2 separate regions of the Gossypium hirsutum genome follow, and region 1 is linked to region 2. Evidence: chromatin contacts called from public Hi-C data. All regions are on one chromosome and are shown on one strand. Each heading gives the region's core, a stretch centred on a gene start, on an enhancer-like site or on the middle of the called end of the contact. The rest is flanking DNA. Distances are from core to core; before and after follow the strand shown.

Evidence for each region. A called contact is a pair of places that touch in the nucleus more often than the background predicts.
Region 1: a Hi-C map of leaf shows a contact between it and region 2, with 1.8 times the contacts expected there. The contact joins the promoter of LOC107914688 here to the promoter of LOC107914681 in region 2. A contact is called at or near these places in 4 of 34 Hi-C or Micro-C datasets (callus and leaf).

Annotation. Positions count from the first base shown.
Region 1 is chrD10:24,256,994-24,263,162 of Gossypium_hirsutum_v2.1, reverse strand. LOC107914688 (mitochondrial import inner membrane translocase subunit PAM16 like 2) reads right to left here and starts at 4,648. Exons shown (of 4, transcript XM_016843685.2): 1 at 4,424-4,648; 2 at 2,768-2,855; 3 at 1,928-2,061; 4 at 1,315-1,842. The coding sequence starts at 4,426. The coding sequence ends at 1,714.
Region 2 is chrD10:23,897,458-23,903,987 of Gossypium_hirsutum_v2.1, reverse strand. LOC107914681 (prolyl 4-hydroxylase 1) reads left to right here and starts at 1,988. Exons shown (of 12, transcript XM_016843677.2): 1 at 1,988-2,318; 2 at 2,744-2,791; 3 at 3,967-4,032; 4 at 4,197-4,249; 5 at 4,944-5,009; 6 at 5,689-5,763. The coding sequence starts at 2,255.

The DNA.
Region 1 (6,169 bases), core at 3,399-5,898, 360 kb before region 2:
AATGTAAAAAATATATATAAAAAAAATTCGGTTAAAATGGTAAGGAAAGTATTTTATAAATGTTGGTGACATGATATCAACATTTCTAACTTCTTTATTGGGTTTTTAAAATAAGCTTCGAATCAATTCTATTAATAATATAACCTATTGAAAATATGTAAGGTTATTTTAATAATTTCAATGATCGAGTTATTATCGAATTAACTTGTAATACTAACTTAGTCACACACTTAAATAATAATATAGATAGATATTGGATAAAACAATTTGTGTTATGATATTTAAAATTATGGTTAAAGTGGTAAATAAAAACTCTTACTGATGCTGCTAGAATGAGTTTAAATCTCAATATTAGTAACTTTTTAAATTTAAGAAAAAGATAAAAGTACAATTATAATAATATAACTTATTTAAAATATGTAAGGTTATATTAGTAATTTCATTGGCTGAATTTGTATTGAGTTAATTTATGACACTAATTCAGTCGCGTGCTTAAATAATAATATAAATTATTTGTATAGATAAATGAAAATTAATATTATTAAATGGTAAAGATAATTTGAATTAAAAATAATATAAGGATAAATAAAAAAGAAAGGGAGAAAAAGGAAAAGAGAAGACAGAAATCTTAAAGGTCGAAGAATCTTCAATATTTCTTTTTGCAATATATTTGTTCCTATTATTTACTAAAAAGTAAGTACCCAGATATTCTCAATAGATACAAAACTTAATTTCCACTTTCCTCGTTAAGATCCTCCAAAATACGTTTTCGATATACAACTGATTTAAGTTGAATTAAAAAAAATTATTTATTCAAATTTGGTTTCATACGAATGGCTAATACTTAGAAAGAACTCTATTATCATTCACAGAATACACATTTTTTAGAATTTGTAGAACTTTTTTTAAAAAATTTAATTTAAAATTTTAGAAGTTTTAAAGACTATTTTTTTCATAATCTTGGAATTTTTTTATTATAAAATTTAAAGATTTTTTATTGAAAATATGAAAAACTTTTATTATTATTATTTAAAAAATCAAGCACTTTTTCAAAGAAAAAGAAAGAGTCAGAAGAGATGGTTCGATTATGCCATTTTTATAATTACTCCATCAGTAGAACTAAGACTGCAAAATCGAAATTAGTACAAATGCTCAATGGCTTGTGCGGGATTAAAATTAAAATTTCATTAAAATACAACCCACCTTTGGCACATTTAAACTAGTAAATATTCCGACTAATTAAGGGTGAAATAAATGTTTAAAGAATCAATTGAAAGATACTGGAAAATCATAGAGGACAGTTGAACACACGAATAACTCACTCAAACTAAACTGAATTAACTCAGCTATTATTTATATACTTGTAGTTTCTCATATTTTTACTCTTCATGTTCTTGATTTTTCTTCAAGTACCAGTGTTCAGCACATGTCTAATGTATATCCATATCAAACCCGTATATACATTCGAGTCTGAATAACATAGACTTGTATTTTAAGATTGAAGTAATCTACTCTGTATTAATCTAACAAGCAGCATGGCAACGACCACAGGAAACAGATTAGTTTAAGAAACCTTAAGTTATTATTTGCAACCACTCAACCAATTCAACATTGAGAACTTAGGACACAAAATTGCAGCAAGTATTTGCGTTAGACTAGAATTAGTATTCAGGCAGGCATCCCAATGTACAATGAGCTAACCTTGATGAGTTCTCAACTCGGAGGACTGCCCTCTGCTTTGCCTTGATAGACAGATTCTAAGCACTCCTTAGCCCTATGAACCTTTGACTGAAGGTAGAAGCTCCCATTCTTGGCATTCTTCTCAAATAAAATTTCATACTTCTGCAATTAAGTAATGGGAGAAGTTCAAAACTTGCTTGAGACAAACATAACAGAAAACGTTAAGAAAAGAGATACACAAACTAGCCTTTAATATCTCCTCCCAAGCAGTCTCCTCGCTTACACCAAGAATCAGCCTGGCCTCTTGCTCGGTCATGACTTTGCCACCTCTACGGACTGCGTTTTGTAGTGTCTCATGGGTAACACCAGATTTGGCGGCATCTACAACAAACTTACTATTCAGAAGATTGATGCGTATAAAGCAAACACGAGAGTAAACAAGCTTCCTGTTATTTGTTAAAATTAACAATAGAATGTTGATCCTAAACCAATTTTCCTCATGGGACTTCTTTAATGAAGACATCACCGTGAGCAAATCAACATCAAAGACAATTAGCTCACTAGTGTTAAGTGGTGTTATCCCACATCTGTTAAATAAGGTTTCCTGTGGACTCATATTAAAGTTGAGTCCCTTCACCTATTGACCATTAGTTTTACAATGGATGTTTTACTTGGGATCAGAGTCCCAGGTATGTTCTGTTGTTATTGCCCAACCCCATGTGAGGTTGACAAGCCCTAGCAAGGTTGTCGTCTTATCTTTCTAAGCTTCTGTTTTGCACATTTTACTAGTTGATCCCTGTCTCTTTACACTACCGTGACCTCAAAACTCTAGTATTGCAAGAGCCACAACCGCTGCAACCTCAATATAAAAGGCACTACGGTTGAAGAAACTAGAAAGTCCATTTGCACCACACAATACAACAGCAACAAGCAAGCAGAAATAACAAACAAACCCTTTTCACAATAAGCAGAGTCTGCTTGGATGATTATACCATACAATTGCTCCATTTTTAAAAGCAAGCTCCTAATGTTCAAGCAAAGTTAACATTATGTACATGGAATAATAGTACTGCAGTAAAGAACTAACTTGAAAGTGCTTGACGGTATGCCTGAACAACGGCCCGAGCCAATATACCTGAGCCCATTACAATTAAGTTGGCAAGAATCTTCGCAGCCTACATTTAAAGATATACGGATAAGCAAAGAAGAATGATAATACAAAGGAAAAAAGCCTAAAAAGAAAATGTAAAGTTTTAACTATTTTACACTCACCCATTGCAACATTCTCTCTTCCCTGAATAGTTTTATCAAGCAAGAAGACAGTATTTCAAATTCCAGAATTCTTAAAATCAAGACACCAGACAACACTTAAATAGAACCAGAACACAGAGAAAGAACCACAAGACAGCTCAATAAAGCTTACTGCAAACTTCCTAAAACCTTGTTTAGAATTTAATTTTATCTGGAACTGATTCTTTCAATTGAAAGTTGCATGTCTGTGGTTCAATGTAAGATATTGTTACCTCTATTTTGTCCTTCGATCACTTTCAGGTTGAACACATTCGTGACTTGCATCACCTATAATTTAAGAAATATCACTGCTATAACTAGCAATGAACTTGTATGGCTTGATAGAATAATGATGCTACCCTAATCATTCCAACAACAACTCACTTTAATGCCCGATTTGGTGGTTTGGGAAAACTAAGCATTAAACCTATTTAAAACCTAATGTAACTAGACTCATTTGGGAATTGGGATCCATTTGGATTCTTAAAAATAAAATGAATATAGAGTCCAAAACTAAGGAAGCTGATGCCTATGACAAACTATAGCAAACAAAAACAGAGACACCCTATAACATCAAAATTAAGAAAAGAAAGATAGATAGAGACATTGAAGCAAGAAGTGACATACACAACAAGCAAAACCACTCAAGTTTTAGGTTTTAAGAGCACTAAAAACTAAGCTCCAACCTTAGTAGATCTAAGAGAGCAAAAGAAACACTTGTATTACAAAAGCTGTTTGGCCTCAGCTTGAAAAAACTTGAATTCAGCTTGACCAAATCTTGAGCTAGTGAAAGAGCTCAATTTGAGTATTTGACTCGAGTAGTTTAAGAGCTTAATCGAGCTTTTTCTTTTTAATTACTATTAAATGTTTCAATTCAAATCCAAACTTGAGTATAGAAACTGAGCTTATATTTTACTTTAATTGAGTAAGCTCATCCAGTTCGACTATTATCTCAAATTGCTTCAGCTATAAAAGCAAAATTCAATCAAACTCAAGTTGAGCGTTGAGCCTTGCATTTCAGATCGAGTTTCGAATGATTTGAGCTCGACTACACCCTGTAAACTGACCTACTCTTTCGGATTACATTACTCGCTTGCAAAATCAAAAACCGAAATTCAAATTGATACTAAAAGAGAGCAAAAAGTTGAACCAGATCATTTTAACTTGAAACAAGATTATGTCCAAGACAATAACATCCATAACTTCTGTAGCAGATTATCAGGAAATTACTAACCAAGTTATTGTTGCATCACGAATCTGAATTACCTAAAAGTTTACAAGCAAACTAAAAACATCCAAACAAACATTCAGAAAGAGCATTTTTAACATTCTGTTCCATTATAATTGTCTGTATTTAACAATAATTCATCGAAATGAAATACAAAAAGAGAAGAAAAATCATGCAACTGATTCATTAGATCAAATATTAGAGAAGGGTAATAGAGAAACGTACCATAATGGATCGAAATTCGAGCTAATCAATGATTTATATGAGAAAAAGGTTCTTTTTACCCCGAAGAAAAAGGGGAAAACAAAATTAATTTCTATCGGAAGAAAATTTAGAGAAAGGGATAAACGGAGAAGGAAAATTCGAGAAAGCGAAGCAGTCTTTTTCGGGGGTCTTTTTTAAGAAAGTTTATGCGACTCCCATACCTTCTACGGAACCTGGAATTGTTAGATTCTTTCCTTTTTTTTAATGATTATTTATGGAAGAAACCCAAGTTGTTTTTGGGCTAAATTGCATTATCGATGAGAGAAAGCCCAAATGTTTTGGATTTAGAATCCAACAATGAAAATTCTGCTAAACAATTTCAAAATGTTGTAGAAAGAAGGGTAGAGTACAAAAATAATCATTAACTATTTTAATTATTTAATTATTAATTTTTTAATTTAATCACTACAATTTTTGAAATTAAATATTTTATTCACTCCCCCTAAGTCGTAGTTAGATAAGTGATGGAGGAGTTGATGTGGGTTATTTTATTAGCTTAATAATAAATTTAACTCTATAATATTTACACATTTTTATCAATATATATATATAAAAAACTCAACAAATTTATTCAACAATATTTTAAAAAAAATCAATAAATTTAGCATTTTTACTCTCAACAACCACCTTCTTGCTCTTCTGGATTGTTATTGTGTAGCTGTCTTCACCACTAGGTACGAATATTACTCCGTAGCTCACTTCCCATAGCTTTCTCAAACTTAACTAATATATGTTAAAGTACTAATAAGTAATAAATGTAAGGATAATAATTCTGTCATAGGTTAGCACCCAAAAGGTCACGCTGAGAGTGTCGAAGATGGAAAGTGATGTCGGCTCGAGTATGCATTCTTTCACCTTGCAACACAAAGAAGTTGCCCATTTGACTATAAAGTGTAACCAGTAGAAAAGATTACAGCCTGCGTAACTGTGCAAAGTCTCCACGGATTTACTCGGCCCGTAATAGAGACGTTTTGATTTCCACTGCCGCTTTTTCAAACAAACTGAGATTGCAGCCATGGCCTGCATCTAAGGAATTAATTTAGTATTTGATGAAAAAAAATCATGATGTATAGAAGTATGATTTATGTTTACTCTTAACAGAGTTAAAAAGGATACCAAATTTTAAAATGAAGATGTAATTGTGATTAATAAATTTAACAAAATTAAAAATAAAATGTCAAAATTGAAGTTTATAATTTAATTTTAAAATGTTTTAAATCAAAATTGAGGGAAAAATGTAATTATATAGTGATTTGGTAATGAGTTTTTAATTATTATATTAAATAAAATAATATTTTTATATATCAAAGTTTTTTTAATGAAATTTTTTTAATAATTTGCTTTTCTGAATATTGAACTTAAAAGATAAATTTTGTAAACATTGGAGGTTAAATTTGTTGTTTTTTTTTAAGATTTAGGATCAAATTAATAGAATGTATAAACATTAAAGGGTTAAATTTGTTATTAAACCAATAAAAAAATTCATGCCAATTTTCTGTCAATCATCTAACGACAAATAGTGGGAGAGTGACTAAAATATTTAATTTCAAAAAATTTAGTGACGAACTCGAAAAAATTAATAGTTAAGTGACCAAAATAGAACAAAGTCAATAATTTAGATGCCATTTTTGTATTTTACCCAAGAAAGTAAAGAAACAAGAAATAGGAGGAGATTATGAGAGAAATAAGTACTTTATATTTACAATG
Region 2 (6,530 bases), core at 739-3,238:
ATTGTTAAAGCATTTATAGAAACCATAAAAAATGATATATTCTAAATTAAACTCTTCACAATTCAATTTTTATTTTCCTTAAAAATCTATAAATCAACCATAATAAGTTATAGATAATATATAATTAATTAACATAAATATAATATAATAGATAATAGTAAAAAAGCATATTTGTTTATAAAATTTATATATGAGTTACTCATTATATAAATAATTAAAATATTCTATTTAAAACAAATGTAATATAAATTCTATTCTTTTTGCTTTTTTGGTTGGTAAAAACCTAATAATATAAACTAGATTATGGCACACTTATAATGTAGGTGAAAATAATTATGTAATATATTTATTAAAAATTGACATAAAAATTAAATATTGCTTTTGTTGAAACGATAGAGTTAAGAGAGGATATCTTATGATGTCTTGGGTTCAAATCTCATAATAAGATTGTAATTTTCTCGTTTTTACATAAAAAAATATCTTTAAATTAATATTTATTACTTTATTAAAATCAGTGCCTTTTGATAATTTAACAGCTGAATTTGGACCTATCATTATAAATAATATAGATATAAAATAATTTAATATAAAATTGGATTTTTTATTTATCATCATATAAATTCAAATCTTTTAATAGAATAAGAATTCTTATGATGAATTTTATGATCAAATAAAATTTTTAAATAAATTATTTTCGTAAAAATAAATTTTTTATTCACCCATATAATAAATCTTAAAAATAATAAAAATATTTAAAATAAAAAAATTCAACAATATGCTGAATTAAATAAAAGTTATTCAAAAATTTGTCCAAACTTAAGCTTTTATATATATAATAGATATAGATTGTCGATAGATTATATTATATTATTATTTTAGATTATAAATTGTAAATATACATAAAAATTCTACTATATAGTAATTTTATTTTACCAAAACAAGTATACAAATTAAATTGTAATATAAGAGAAAGGTAAGCGTGCTTCAAGACGTTTAAACACATAAGAAATTATACTGACAACAATGCGTACATCAATTGAGTTAAAATTCAACACACAAAATTTAAATATATAAAAAACAATTCATAAGTAGTTTGTATTCCAGTGCATTGTATATATTAACTTTATAATCTTAGTTTTTATTTAATAATATTAATGAATTTCCTAAAAAATTGAAAAAAAATAATGTAATTCAAAATATTTTTAAAAATATATATCGAAATTAGAATTAATTATATTAATGTTAATTAATCTTAAAAATATTTAATATTTTAAAAATACAAAAAATATTAAAACTATTAATAATTTTTTATTTTAATATGGAAACATGTGATTATGGTAACCTATAAATTTATTTTTAATGAAAGTTTCCATTATAGTAGTGTCCAAATGGTAGGGTATAAACTGTGCCTTAGACTATTTTTTCTTAAAAATTTATATGGATATAGTTTATATATATAAATAATTTTTTAAATTTTTTTTATGAATAAATTACACTATTAATCATTAAATTATGAGTAAATTCTTATTTTGGTTATTTAACTAAAAAAATTATAATTTGGTCATTAAACTATTAAAAAGTTTTTATTTAAATTATTGGACGGTTAAAATTAATGCTATATAACTTTCTCTGTTCAGACTTTTTGCATAAATCAAAAGCTCTACAATTCTCTTTTTTTTTAATGAAATAATTTTGGACATTACAAATCTGCAAACAAAAATTTAAATAGTTTTTTTCTTCGATCTCCGATATTGACTGTCAGATTAATTTAGATCTAAAACATATTATTTTACTTGTTGATTGGTACTTATCCACCGTATCAATGATTGTTTGGGTTTTGTTGGAGAAATTTTTAAAAAATTAATAGTTGAATGATTTGAATAAAATTTTTAAAATAATTTAATAATTTAAATGAAAATTTTGCAGTAAAAATTATAATTCTTTTTAATGAAGCGACAGAAAGAATAATTCACGGTCCGGTTATAGTTTACCTTTTTCCAATTTATACTGTTAGTCAATGCGATACTCAATAGTGAAGACAAGGAGTCAACAAGTTTAACAGTCATTGCCATTTTTTTTTTTTTTAACATATGAACAACTATAAATAAAGTAGTTTAAACAGAGGAAGATCACACGGACAACGGGGAAGGAAAATACAAGGGGCGTGGAAACCAGATTGTTGGTCTTCTTTTTTCTCAATTTGCTTTTACTTTTGCTTCCAACATTCTTCTTGGGACACCAACTTCCATACGCCATGGCCCCTCCTATGAAGATTGTTTTCGGATTGTTAACATTTGTCACTGTTGGAATGATAATCGGTATGTCTTTCCCTTCGATTCGAAAAAAAAATCTTTTTTTTTTCAACTATCTTTTTTTAAGTTTTAATTGAACTCTCAAAACCTTCGACTTCAAAACACGTTGGTGGTTAGCTCTTGTTCTTTTATGTGTAATTAATGTTTTGGTTGATTTCCCACTTTTTTTAATGGTTTCAAAATAATGGGTTTCTTTTCTTCCTTGAAATATGCATTCCAAAAGGGAGATTTAGCTGATCCGACAGAGATGTAATTGGTTGAGATTAGAAATGGGGTTTTGTTTTTCTTGGCTGGTTTTCAATTTTTAGCGATTTGGTTCTAATAATTTAATCCTATTTGTTCCAAATTTAGCTGCTTGTGAATTTTTATGAGCATGGATTGATGCATTGATTCATCGTTATTTTAAGTGTTAATGATATTGGGAAATGCAGGGGCTTTGTTTCAGCTAGCATTCATACGCGGGTTAGAAGATTCATACGGTATACTTTTCATCTTTCAATATCTTTTAGCAGTATATAGTTTTCTGTATGTTGGTTTCTCTAATTACTTGCTTCCCCTCTATGTTATTGTGCAAGAATCTGATTTTTATAAAAGTGAAGTTTCTTTGTTATGTTTTCTTCATATGTATGACCTATCCAACATAACTATTTTTAGATTTCATATTTTTCCTCATAGGTTTAATGAGTAGAACAAGACTCTTCAACAGTCTGAGTTTTACTACCCAGCCATTACAGTGTCCTAGTTTTTTTTTTTTTGTAAAAATTTCCTAAAATTATCTTTAAGCGAGCAACATTGGGGCTTTAATTGTTTAAATATGGGACCTTTTGCTTCTGTTTATGGATCATCTTAAGACATACCATAATAAAGGGGGGAAGTTATGATTTTACCATATCCAATTATCTCTGATCAAGAATTATAGAGCTGTTGTAAGTTTTTTATTCTTACGACAAAAACATTTTCTGATGTTTCCTTAGACCGTAATTTTATTTGATATTGTTTTGCATCCCTCCTACTGTATTTCAGTACAATGTTTGAGATAGATTTTTGAACTTTTAATGGGCTAAACTTAGCCATTAGGCTTTACAATAAATTAGCATTTTAGGGTTTGGCAAATTGGTTGGTTAGGTTTAATTGTATAAATAACTTTTATAACAACATTTCAATCAGTCTTCAATAGAATTTTTGGTTGTTTCATAATCTATTGACTTCATCCTTTGTCCTAGTGTTCAAGTCTAAACCCATAACTTGTGGGATTTAAGTTCTTTCCTTAACTTTAGAATCTCATCTAAAATCGGGTTTACTTCTTTGTAGGCTTAATTTACATTTCTAAGATTTGCTTTTGCATGGTATTGATAGATTTTGCATTTGAGCTTGACCACTGCAGGTTGCTATAATTAAATGTTAGTATTAACCAGGCCTATCCAATGAATGATTTGTACTTAAAAGATATGATTAGAAAAGCATCTTTTGGGAATTTGGATAACTCATCCTTGTAAAATGCCGTTGCTCCCTTTATTGTGGAGCTTTGATTTTATTTAAATATGTTTTATTCACTCATTATTGAAGTATCTATTTATAGCTACTTAGAATAACCATTGGAAAATTTTCATTGATGATATAGACATATTTAAAATTTATCGGACATGTTTAATAGGTGATGACTTTCCAACTACAAAATTACATAGACGTCAGAGTGATGGATATCTTAAGTTGCCAAGAGGTTAGTATTGTTCTTTTTCGGTTCACAAACAATAAAGTTATCGAAATTTGTTTAACTAATTGAACTTCAGTTAAAGAATCTTTGATCTTAGCCAAGTTGTATATATATTTTTTTTCTGTAAGTTCATTGATTTATTTTGTCTCTTTACATTTTTTTTTTGTCAGGTATGAGTCACTGGCACGGTGACAAAGAAGCAGAAATTTTGCGTCTTGGATTTGTATGTTTTTAGTACTTTACTGCCTATCCTTTTAACCTTTCATTTTTAAATCTTAGGGATAAGTACGAACCTTAATTTTTTGATGAAATCAATTAAGTTTTAAAATTTCGATGGAGAAAGAGAACGAAAAGAATAGAGAAAGCTTATATTAAAAGATTTCCATTTATAACTAGTGCATTGGACTTTGCCTTGTGTTGTTTTAAAATATTCTAAGCCATTTGCTGAATAATTCATACTTAGACTTGCACGGCTTTATATAGAGAAGAACAATCACACATTCTTATTGCCTATCTTATATGTGGAGTTTTATTTGCTCACAAATTATATTGGATGAATTACTATACCAGAGCTTGAAGGCGATTGATGGAGGAAAGGAGGTTGGGAAGTCTCACTGTTTATATAATAGTGTGGGTTGAGTGGCTCTTTCATAATTTAACTTGGAGTAAATTGAGCGAACTTTGATACAAAGGTAGGAAGGAAGGTGGAAGCCTTTCTATGCATATTAGAGCCTGGCACAGTATGGACTTAACCGTAGATGGAAATGAATTATTTTTGCTCTCTATTTGGATTTTGGATTTATTATACGGTTTTCTTCTTGTATGAAACTGATCCAGAAGTTAATTCTTCTTACATCTTTCAAATTTTTTTATGAAAAACAAAAAAGTTTGACTTACTTTTTGTTCTGATGATGTAGGTCAAACCTGAAATAATAAGCTGGTCACCTCGAATAATTGTACTTCATAATTTCCTCAGCAATGAGGTATGTATGTGATCTATGATTGAGAATTGATTGTACACACTGTCAGTTTGATTCATGCAATGACTAGCTGATATAGAACAACAACTAACTGCTATGTGATTAGGGCATTTTGGCAGCTTTAAGATTTATATTTATATGAAATTGTGGACAAATGAATAAATGAAGAAGAAGAAGAAAAAATTCATTAGCTGCAAACCTAGGATTCCTTAGGGGATGGTTGATTGCATCGCACAATGATAAGAACAATGCAGCTAAATATTCCCCAATCAGAGTTATGTCTCTCTACAAAATGCCAAAAGTAAAAGTTGATGTTTTGAGTCTTGAATTGTTAGATATATTTAGTTGTGGCAAGAAAGAGAAAAGAATATACTCATAATGATTGAGTGCTAAGTGGAAATGTATTTAGAGGCTGTAAAAGAAATTTTGTAACAAAAGCCAATCTTTGTCTGTTCCCAAGGCAGGAGGGTAGAAGACTGATCCCTGTAAATAGCTCCTTTTGAATATCTGTGCTCTCCCACCGTTCATCCATCACCCGCTTAATGAGACTGAAGTGTCCTTCTTCATTGAGCACTAAATATTCTAAAACAATAAAATTGCGCTAAGTTGAGCGGTTTGGAAATACTATATTTATGAGTAATTCAACGAAAGAGTGTTAAACCTACTGTTTTGTTCTTTGCAGGAATGTGACTACCTTAGAGCCATTGCCCGCCCTCGACTTCAAGTTTCCACTGTGGTAGATGTAAAAACTGGGAAGGTACATCTGATAACTTTTTTTTTCCTTGAATTACTTGCTAATGGTGTAAAAATTTTTTGGGCATGTTCATTTCTTGATGATATATCAGGTTTCATATTTTATTGAGGTCATATATCTAAATATGCTTATGTCTGCATGTAGGGTTTTTTTTTTGGGTAATGTGTGATGCGTAAAATATCCATGAGTATTTTTTTTTGTGGGTAATGTGTGATGAGTAAAATATCCACTTTTTAAAGTTCGCTGGAAGTTAGTGAGTGGATATTGTCTTGTTCTGAATTCGAGATTTCTTTATTAAGAGCATATGATCCTTTAAAACTCTATGAAAACTGTTCAAGCTTAAAAAACCAGCCCTTATTTCGCATATTTTGAAGTGGGTTTGACTTGAAAACATTATTAAGAAGCTGCTTGTGTTTTTTCTATCTTTGCACTTTTGTCACTTTGAGTGGGTAACTACTACATAGGTGCTTCTACTGACCAATCAAACTTTGGCATTACTTTAAGGGTTCACTAAGATGAAGGGCCCTCTTTCTCATTATTCATTAGAAGGGATACTTAAGCATGAAGAACTCGTAACTATTATGAGTTTAGAGTGTAGCAGTTGGGTGGATTGACTTACCTTCTTTAGCTGCATCATGCATTCTAGTGTACATTAAAAAAAATATCTTCTTACATATTCCTGCATGCCAAACTTCAAAAAGGACTCTTCCACTTGTGTTGCTATTTTTTAAGTTTTTAATGCTTTGAATAATGATGCTGAATGAAGACAG